Linked DNA regions of Mus musculus: region 2 is linked to region 1. The links are chromatin contacts, called in public promoter capture Hi-C maps. All regions are on one chromosome and are shown on one strand. The core of a region is the stretch at or near the end of the contact, and the rest is flanking DNA. Distances in the headings are between cores, read along the strand shown.

The links. Promoter capture Hi-C pulls out the DNA fragments that hold promoters and counts their contacts.
Region 2: a contact with region 1 is called in a promoter capture Hi-C map of liver, with 5 times the contacts expected there. The contact joins the promoter of Pgs1 here to the promoter of Rab37 in region 1. A contact is called at or near these places in 3 of 39 promoter capture datasets (liver, neutrophils and pre-B cells).

The regions. Positions count from the first base shown.
Region 1 is chr11:115,151,825-115,156,871 of GRCm38.p6, forward strand. It overlaps Rab37 (RAB37, member RAS oncogene family), which reads left to right and starts at 2,354. Exons shown (of 9, transcript NM_021411.4): 1 at 2,354-2,467. The coding sequence starts at 2,375.
Region 2 is chr11:117,984,268-117,989,314 of GRCm38.p6, forward strand. Pgs1 (phosphatidylglycerophosphate synthase 1) reads left to right here and starts at 2,590. Exons shown (of 10, transcript NM_133757.2): 1 at 2,590-2,746. The coding sequence starts at 2,613.

The DNA of each region.
Region 1 (5,047 bases), core at 1,104-3,603:
ACTTTGGCTCCCAGACAGTTGCGTGCTTACAAGCAGAGCCTTCTGGATTCGCGAAAAGAACACACACACACGCACACATTAGCTTATTTTTGATATGTCTTGACTAGCTCAAAGGCTGGGCAGTTCTGATCCTCCGCCCAGCTAGCATACATTTCCCTCCGGTACTCCTGACTCAACGCCTTCTGAATCTGGGTTCTCTCTTCGCTGCCCTGTTACCTTCTGGGCCCCTCCCCTAGGGCTGCTTTCCCTTCCCACTTACATTTTGGACGGTTTCTCCTTCTGCAGCTCTAAATCTGACCCATCTCGCTAGATCATCTCCAGTTTTCTCCCTGGCTGCCGGCCCTCACAAATCCCCCAGGTCCCGCCCACCTCAGTTTACCTGCCCAGCCATTGGCTGTAAAGCAATCCTTTAATGCCAATCAAATCCAGCTGGGGGCGGAGACAGAAGGTCTGGGACCTCTGCCTTTGGGAGCCGAATTGAATTGAGACAGCGTTAGAACCAATCCCTAACACCAGCTAAGCCCTAACCTCTGAAGCCTTTGCCTCCTCCCAAAATAATAATGGAGCCAACAACACACACCAAAGTCCCAAACCAAGGGGTCAGTAGTATCCCAGTCGAATTCTCCCTACCGCTTCCCAGCTTCTCTTAGCTCCGGGCATCGTCCCTGTTCCTTGGAGTCATCAAATATTCCTGTCTCTACCTCTGGCTTCACGAGGCTGTCTTCTAGCCATTTGCTTTAAACCTTTCCCCATCACACAGTCACACTGGGTTAGGGGCTTGTCTCAGTTAATTTTCCCGTTGCTGTGATAAAATACCCGGACACAAACAGCGTGTGAAGAAGGGAAGTTTGGTTAGATTCCATCGAGACGGGGGAAGCCCCAGCAGCAGGAGCCTGAGGCAGCTAACCTCAAACAAGCAACAGAGAACAAGAGGTGTGATCTCTTCCTTTTCATGCTGCCCTCCTCTGGAGTGGGTCTTCCCACCTCGGTCAACCTAATTAAGATATTCCCTCACAGCATGACTCTAGGGCCTGCCAAGTTAATGATCAGTATTAACCATCACGGAACCCCTATTCCAGTATGGCCCAGTTCTAACCTACATCTCTAATGTTCCTGTTGCCAAGGAAGGCCACACACATTTTGGGTACCAGTGCCTAGGACTTCAGCATATCTCTTGGGGGACACGATGTACCCCCACAACATTAGTTTTCAGTGGACGGTGAGCAAGGGGCAAGCCACTACCCCTCTCCAATTCCCACCTCGACAAAGTCACCTCCATCCAGGCTCCGGGATCTCCTCTCAGCTGTCATGAAATAGTTCCTGCTGATGTACACAGCCATTTCCCAAGTCATAGTCACCCCAAAGCCAGCCCTCACTGCCCTCACCTAAAAAGTTGAGGGGCCCAACCCCCTTCCTACACCCCGCATCCAGTCCCCGCATCCTGTTCCTTTCTATACAGCGTTGAGATGTTGAAAAGTTGGCCCACAAGCTACTGAACCCTGGTATGTGCAACCCCAGATTCTCCATATCCCCCGTCATCCGGAGCTGCAGGGTTCCTGGGCTGTACTAGAAACAGCTCAAAACGACCCACGACTTCATGAATTCCTGTGGCACCCACTCGGTGGCTAGGCCTAGGCCTTCCCTGAATAATGTTGGCCCTATCTTGTCCCCTTGGAAAGATGGGCTTCAAGAGCTCACCTTCCCGTGGTGGGAGGACATCAGGGGCTTAGACTAACAAATGAGGGAGAAACATGGCAAAGAGCTCCAAGTGTTAGCACCACCCAGGAGCTCCCCAGATGGTCAGTGCGCTCCAAGGTGAGTGTCGGTGAAAAAGTAGGCTCAGATGAGCTGAGGTCTATCAGAACCGCTTGGGTGCTAGTCTCAGAATGCAACTTCCTGTCCAACATTGTTCAGGGACGTCCCCAGCTTCTTGCCTGCAGGTAAGTACCGGACTGTCAACTGGCTGGAGCTCGGGCGCGCCCTGCTGGCCACTGCATTGCCGCAGTAGGAAACCAAGCCCCACACCTTCCGCAGCTAGCTGGGTCTCCCGGGTCCGCAGCCTCGATGGCAATCTAACTTCACCACTGCGACCTTAATGGGCTGGTCCTGTAGCAGGACTCATTCCGTGCTGTAAGAGCACTAAACTAGGCTAATGTCTCTCAGGGGGACTGCCACTCCCTAGGGTGTGCATTCTGCGAGTCTCAGACGTCCTGGCTGGCGTCGTCGAGGGGATGGCGGGACGGAGGGAGGAGTCTATCAGGGTCCGAGCCGGTTGGTGGATGGGGAGGGAGGAGTGGGCGGAGCCTAGGGCAGGGCGGTTCCTCGCTCTCCCTCGCTTGCTTCGAGCCGGGCTCACCTCTGACTGTCCGGGGACATGACTGGCACACCAGGAGCTGCTACCGCTGGGGATGGCGAGGCCCCTGAGCGCTCCCCGCCCTTCAGCCCGAACTACGATCTCACCGGCAAGGTGGGTGGGCTCTGCGCTCAGTGCTGGGGACCCCCCAGGCCGGCACTTAGGGACATCCCTCCCGATGTCCTTTGCCTTAGGACCCTGTCCTTCCCTGTCTACACCCCTCTTCTGGAAGTGTCAGCTGGGTCTCTGGTCTGGGGCATAACCCCTGGGCTCATCCCAGTCTCTAGGGTTCTAGGCTGACCTCGGAGGGCATGGGGTAAGGCAGATCTGAAAGACTAAGACTCCCCCACCCTAGGAACAAAAACCCAGTTCCTTCTGCCACACTTTGGAATACTGGGAGACAGGGACTCTCTGAAGACACAGACAGGGCATCCCCGCCTTCAGAGGCATCTCAAGGTTAATGCCCTTTTTGAGCTAAGCCTCAAAAAGTGACACCTGTCACAGGCGTGCAGTGCTTTGGGTCCCCACTCAGCGGTACATCCCACCCTTCCCCTCCCCACTGCCTCCAGACATAGACTCACAGCTCCTTCCCAACACCCCAGGCTGCATGTAGCCAGCCTACAAGTCCACTTGGGAATTTTCAGAAGCTGAGAAAGAACATGGCAATTAGTGACCATGGCCCACTCTCCCCCTCCCCCCGCCCGGCCCCCCGACGACCTTAAAGGCAACTCTCTGGGGTGCATACATTCTGCAGGAATGCCCTGAATAAAAGGATGTCTGTCACCACCTCTCTTATTGGTGTCCTTGGCTTAAGCAAGTACATGGAACTCTAAAAAGAGATGCTGAGCCAGCCAGCCTCTTGCACTATTTTTCTACAGGGTTTAGGAGAGAGAAGTAAGAGCTATGCCAGGTAGAAGTGATGCCTGGTCTTGAAGGGTACCTGCCTCTTTCAGGGTCTTGGTTCCTCTCAAACACCAGATCTCACTCTCACTAGGAGCTTCACATCTCCACCCCCTAGGGTTTCAGGGGAAGCCAGTCAGCCAGCCTACCCACCCAGAGACGTTGAGATAGGCGTCCTGTGTGGGCTTGTGGCAGGAAATGGGGCTCTAAGTCCTCAGGGGAGGGGAGTTGCTGATGGCCAGCCCCCACCCCCAGGCTGATGGGGATCTCCTGACCTCCTAGCCCTGCAGGACAACTGAGCTGTTTACCTAGGAGGTGGCAAGGCTGAGCAGCTGTTTGTGTTTGGTGGACTTGATGGGCTGGGTGACCGGCTGCATCATTTGCTCAAGGCAGCTGTGATCTGTAAAGTACACAAATACCGGTATTCGCCTGCCTCCCTCCCTCCCTCCCCCTGTATGGCTGGGGCCCCAGAGCCATCAGAGTGCCTGCTGGGAGCACCTGCAAAATAGCTGACCCCCAGCCTGCCAGGCTTGGCCCAGTCCTGAGTCTGTAGCTGTGGGAAAAGAGCATGATGAGAAAAGATCCTTGGAGCACCTTAGGTCTGGGGTCTTGGGCACTCTTCTTAAGTGGTCCCCATCAATCTTGTCGTTAGTCATTGACAAGCTCCAGAAAGGCTGCAAAGGAACGAGCCCCACTCCCCCACCCCACCCCCACTTTCCTCCTACTATGGTGGGCAAGCCGATGAAAATTTCCCCAAAGCACACAGTAGGGTTTTTATAATTCGGGAACTCAGCCTTGCATCCCTTCCTTTCCGACCCACTCTGACATCTCTGCCCCACAATCAACTAATCAGGCCCAAGACCCCATAGCTAAGGAAGAAAAGCTTTTTAGCTTTGTGGCTCCGCTATCAAGTTCAGAGAGCCCTGAGCAATTCCAACCTTATTAGCAGTCTAACCAGACGGCTGGGAACATTCCAGTGTTGAGTCTACACCTCCGTTCTCCAAGATGACTGAGCAGAGAACTCCCTCTACCATACCTGCATGTTCTCCACAGTGACCCAAAGATGCCAGTTCACAGCCATTTGTCCCTCTTGGGAGGTTTCTGCTAAAAACTTCAGACAAGCTGGCTCCCCATCTCAGAATAAATTCCAGTCTTCCCTAATTCCTGCAAGCCTATTATGAGCGTAAGCCCTCATTAGACACTTCCAAATAATTGTCTGACCCAAAAGGAAACTCAAACAATAGTAATTTAAAGAGAGTGTCCTGCCCATCAAGTCTTCTCTTTCTTCTTTTAAAGATGGGGGGGGGGGGCTGGTTATTTAGCCTTAGCTAGTCCTTGAACTCAGAGATCTGCCTGCCTCTGCCTCTCAAATGCTGGGATGAAGGACCCGAACCACCATGTTCCCACCCACCTGTCAAGTCTTGGTAGGCTACGGGAGGAGAGGTCCTTTTCCCTGTGTGGGAGACCCACCCACCTGAGCATACACTCAGCATCAGTAGTCTCTGCACTGGCCAGCAATGGGCAAATATATATCCAAGGTATAGACCAACGGAATGTGAAGTTCTCTGGGGATCTCCAAGTACTTTGGAGGTCTCAGCTCAGCTTCAAGGACATTGACTAGTACAAGAAGCTCAGAGGGAGAACCTCAGAGGCTGAGGCAAGGAGACTGGGGGAGAGAGGCATGGTGATGACAGGGACAGGCTCACTGGAGGCAAGTGTCCCTCTGTCCTGCTGACATCCTTCTCCACCCATCTCTCCTTCTCTGACCCTCTCTGGGGCATCTGAAATCTCAGA
Region 2 (5,047 bases), core at 1,340-3,839, 2.8 Mb after region 1:
TGTAGGCCAGGCTGGCCTCAAACTCACAGAGATCTGCCCACCTCTGCCTCCCAAGTGCTAGTGCTAGGACTAAAGGCATGTGCCACCATTGCCCTGTGACTGACTGACTTTCTCTCTCTCTCTCTCTCTCTCTCTCTCTCTCTCTCTCTGTTTTTAGGCAGAGACTCATGCAGCACTCGCTGGTCTTGAACTCACTTTGTTGTAACAAATGCTGCTTAACCCCTTATCTTCCTGCCCCTGTCTCCCAAGTTCTAGGACCTGCTTCCTTTCCTTCTTTCTTTCTCCCTCTTTCTTTCTTTTTTTTTTTGTTTTGTTTTTTGAGACGGGGTTTCTCTGTATAGCCCTGGCTGTCCTGGAACTCACTTTGTAGACCAGGCTGGCCTTGAACTCAGAAATCCACCTGCCTCTGCCTCCCAAGTGCTGGGATTAAAGGCGTGTGCCACCACGCCCGGCTCGCTTTCTTTCTTTCTTTCTTTCTTTCTTCCTTCCTTCCTTCCTTCCTTCCTTCCTTCTTTCCTTCTTTCTTAGATACTAATGCTTTTGTCTCCTGAGGGCTGGTAAGGACCAGGATTACAATGTGGGCTACCATGCCTGCTTGAGATTGTCTTTTTACCACTCTTTGATAATATTTTTTCATTGTCTTAAAAACTAGTATATCGGGGCTGGAGAGATGGCTCAGGGGTTAAGAGCACTGACTAGCTCTTCCGAAGGTCCCGAGTTCAAATCCCAGCAACCACATGGTGGCTCACAACCATCCATAATGAGATCTGATGCCCTCTTCTGGGGTATCTGAAGACAGCTACAGTGTACTTACATATAATAAATAAATAAATCTTTTAAAAAACTAGTATATTATTTATTGTTATTGTGTGTATATGTATGCTCTGGAGTGGGCACATGTGTGGAGGCCAGAGGACAATTTCCTCAGCAATCTCCTTTATCCATTGAACCATCTGGCTGGACTTTCCTTTTTAATTTTATTTTTATTTAAATTTCTGAATGCTCATTTATTTTGTGGGAGCAGCAGGCACACAGATGCTATGGCGCACATGTGGAGGTCAGGGGACAAATTGAGTCTCTTTCCTACTATATATGTTTTGAAGTTGAAACTCTGGTTGTCAGCTTTGGCAGCAAGCACCTTTATCTACTGAGCCATTTTGCCTGCCCCTGGTAAATTTTATAAGTGATGCCATGAAATATTATTCTAGGGTATCATATTCTCATGGAGCTATGGCCATCCATTGTATTGATACACCACAGTGTATCTAGCCAACTCCTTCACTGAGATTTTTTGTTTGTTTTTCAAGATAGGGTTTCATTGTGTAGCCTTGGTTATCTTGGAACTCATTCTGTAGACCATACTGGTCTTGAACTCACAGAGATCCATTTACCTCTGTCTCCACAGTGCTGGGATTAAAGGCGTGCACCACCACCACCACCACCACCACCGGCTGTTTCCACACTTTTCAATAATGGGAGAAAGACTGAGATAAATATTCTTTTGAAATGTGTCATTCACTTTCCTGAAATAGTTTGGTGGAGGTGAAATTCAGAATGTTAGTTCAAGTGTTACAGCTTTAACTCCATCATCTCTGGGGTAAAGAGAATTATGACTGTTTTACAATGTTTCTAGCTTCTAAGTCCCAGAGCATGTGAGCCAGGGAAGGAATTAAGGGCATGAAAGTCAGACAGGGGCAGAGGAGGGTCAGGCCTCAGGGTGCTGAACTGAGTGATGATGCACACGAGTGCGGGCACAAAGCAGGGGCTGGCTATCTGACAGGTGTTGGGCACTGAGCTATTGCAAGAATCCTTCCTCTTGGAGCCAGGCAGGTGAGTTGAGGGCGTAGGGCTCAGGAAGTTATCAATCTGACAGGTGTCAGGACTCTGAATGATCACTAGCTTCCTCTCTCCTGGAGCAATGCAGGTGAGTTTAATGCGCATGGCGGCAGCTGTCAGTGTGACAGGTGCTAAGATGCCACTGACATCCTCCTCCTTGCTCCCTCATGTGAGTGCATGGCAGCAGCTGTCAAACGGACAGGATTGAGGCGCTGAGCAGTTACTAGCTATTCTCCCTCCTGGACTCTCATATGTGAGCGCAGGGTAGCAGCTGAAAGTCTGCGCTGAGCATCCTTCCTTCTTCTTGGAACAAGGCAGATGATCATAGGTCGCAGGGCAGCAGCTATCAGTCTGACAGGACTCCGGGCGCTGAGCTGTTATTAATCCTCCTGGACCTTTATGTGAGCGCAGGGTAGCAGCTGGAAGTCTGACAGGTAGTCTGGTCGCTGAGCATCCCTCCTCTTACAGCAAGGCAGATGAGCATAAAGTGCAGGGCAGCAGCTGCTAATCTGACAGGATTCGGGGTGCTGAGCTGTCACCAGCATTCTCCCTCCTGGACCATCAGGTGAACTTAGGACTGTAGTCCATGCCTCCCGCCCTTGAGCTCCCTGTCTGGCGCGACGCGGTGCCCCAGAAAGGATACAGAGAGGCAAAGACAAGGGAATACAGCCTATGCAGCTGTCACTGCCGCTACCGCGCCTGCGCGCTGGCTCCCTGTTCGCGCTCGCACTGTCAATAAAGTTCTCGCGCGCCGGAAGCGGAAGCGGCGGGTCTCCATGGCGGCGCCGGCAGCGGGCCCGGTGTTCTGGAGGCGGCTGCTGGGCCTGCTGCCTGGCAGGCCCGGGCTGGCCGCGCTCCTGGGCCGCCTCTCCGACCGTCTGGGCAGGAGCCGGGAGCGCCGGCGCCGGAGGTGAGAGCGCTCGAGAGGGCCGGGCGGGGGGTGGGGGACTCGCTGTCTCCCCGCGTGCCGGCGGCTCAGCCAGGAGCCCCGTGGGCGTGCACCGTGCAGGAGCCACCCGGGGCGAGCTCGGGGCTGCGGCCCGGCCCTGGGGCCAAGGCTGCTGTGCTCCGGGCTCGGGGCGTGAGTGTGGCAGTCGGGGTTAGAGCGGTGAGTTGGCCGGAGTGAATCAGCCCTGCGGGGACCCGGTGCAGGCTGGCTTCCTCACATCCTGCCGGAGACATTTCTCAATCCTGACTCAATCGGTACTCAGGCCCGTGAAGAGGAAACACTCGAAACTCTTTCTGCGCGCGTTCGAAAGGCTTGTTTCTGGAAAAGTACTGAAGTGGGTTGTGTAAGCGGTGAGGGAAGCTTTGAAGCAGTTTGTTCAGGCAGTGGTCCTTTAAAGGAAACATTTGCCAAGAACAGGCTCAACCAAGAGGCCTGATGCTATTGCTAATTTTCAGGAGCGCGCGAGATAGATATTGAGATTGTGTGTTTGTGTGTGATATTCTCTCGTGTGGATATGTTTAGAGACTTCGTTTTCTTTTTCTTCAAATGCTGGGGCCCAAACCCAGAACTCCATGCACACAAGGCAGGTGCTTTACCACTGAGCCACATCTCAGCTCCTCCTCTCTCTCTTTAAAATAAATAAAACAATTAAAATAATGACTGTGTGCTCAGGTGGTGGTAGGGGAAGTCGGTTCTCTTTTACCACGTGAGTTGAAGTGATTGAAATCGGATCATCAGGCTTGGCAGCAAACTCGCTGGACCCCCAGTTCTTTTAGAGACACAGTTTCATGTATCTATACTGGCCTTAAATTGAGTAACTCAGGTTAGCCTAATACTCCTGATTCTCCTGCCTCATGTCCAATGCTGACTCCCAGGTGTGAGCTGTAATGGCCCATTCTGGTTCTGTGAGTAAGATCTGTGGGTAAGATCTTGTCTCTAGATGGCTTGAGGTGCAGTCACCTGCGTTGGTTCTAGATGTGGGTCATTGATTTACAGAGTAACAGGGAGCTTGCCAACCCAAGCACAAATTAGACTTAGAGGACCTACTGAATGACAGAATCAAGGCAGACAGGCAGTCTTATCTCAGGTTGCCTGCTGATCAGAATGGCTCTTTCCCCCAGCCATTCGATTGGACGGTAGAATCAGGTGACGCTTATTACATCAGGGCACCAGACCACTGAAAAATGTTAGGTTTCAAAAGTTCTGCCTGAAAGAGGAGCAGTTTAGGAAGCTTTGTTGATTTCCTTTTGGTTTGTAAACCTCAGTATTCATTGTTCAGCTTTGGTGCTGATCTCTGAAGGGGGCTCAGGCAACCTACATGAACTATATCCCCTATACCACTGGGTATCAAATTCTGGATAGGCAAGCACTCTACATGGAGCTGTGCCCCTAGGCCTGACAGGGCCTCACCTCAGGTTACTTTCGAATATCCTTTGTAGCTGATGGTTATGAATTAATGGCCCATTTGTCTACAAGTGCTAGTCTTACCAGCATGTGTCACTGTGCCCAATTTCATGGGCTAGATAGGGGACATTTCCAGGGCCTTGTGTATGCTAGGCAGTTAGATAACTTTACCAACTGGGCTACCCTCCCCCCACCCTCTGCCCTAGTGTGTGTGCTTTGTAGCCCAGGTTAGCCTGGCGCACTGGGTCCTCCTTCCTTAGTCTCCCGAGCACAGGGATGACAGGAGTGCACCTTGCTTTTCAACTCCTGCTTTATCTTTTTTTTTTTTTTAAATGAAAAGCTTTGTTGTGTGCCCATATGTGCATCCTAATTATTGAACACAAGTCTTTGGGCTTGGTTGCAGGCAACTTTACTTGTTGAAGTATTTCATTGTTCCCTTTAAAAAATTAAAAAAAAAAGATTTTGTTAGTTTGATTGAGACAGGTTCTTACTTTATAGCTGGCTGGCTTGACTCTTTATGTAGACCAGGCCGGCCTCAAACTCATAGAGACCTACTGGTTTATGCCATGGAGTGCTGGGATTAAAGGTGTGGCCACCACACTCAGCCCAAGATTTTATTTTTATTTGCAGTTATGTGTGCTTCCATGTGTAGGTGCGTATGATGCAGGAACCCTTGGGGGTCAGACGAGGACATTGGAGTCCCTGGTGCTAAAGTTAAATGCACTTGTAGGAATCAGACTTAAGTCTTCTGCAGGAGCAGTGGACACTCGTAACCCCCGAGCCCTCTCCAGCCCATGAATGTTCCTTTGAGACAGGATCTCAGTCTGTGTCCCTGGCTGTCCTAGAACTTCTACGTAG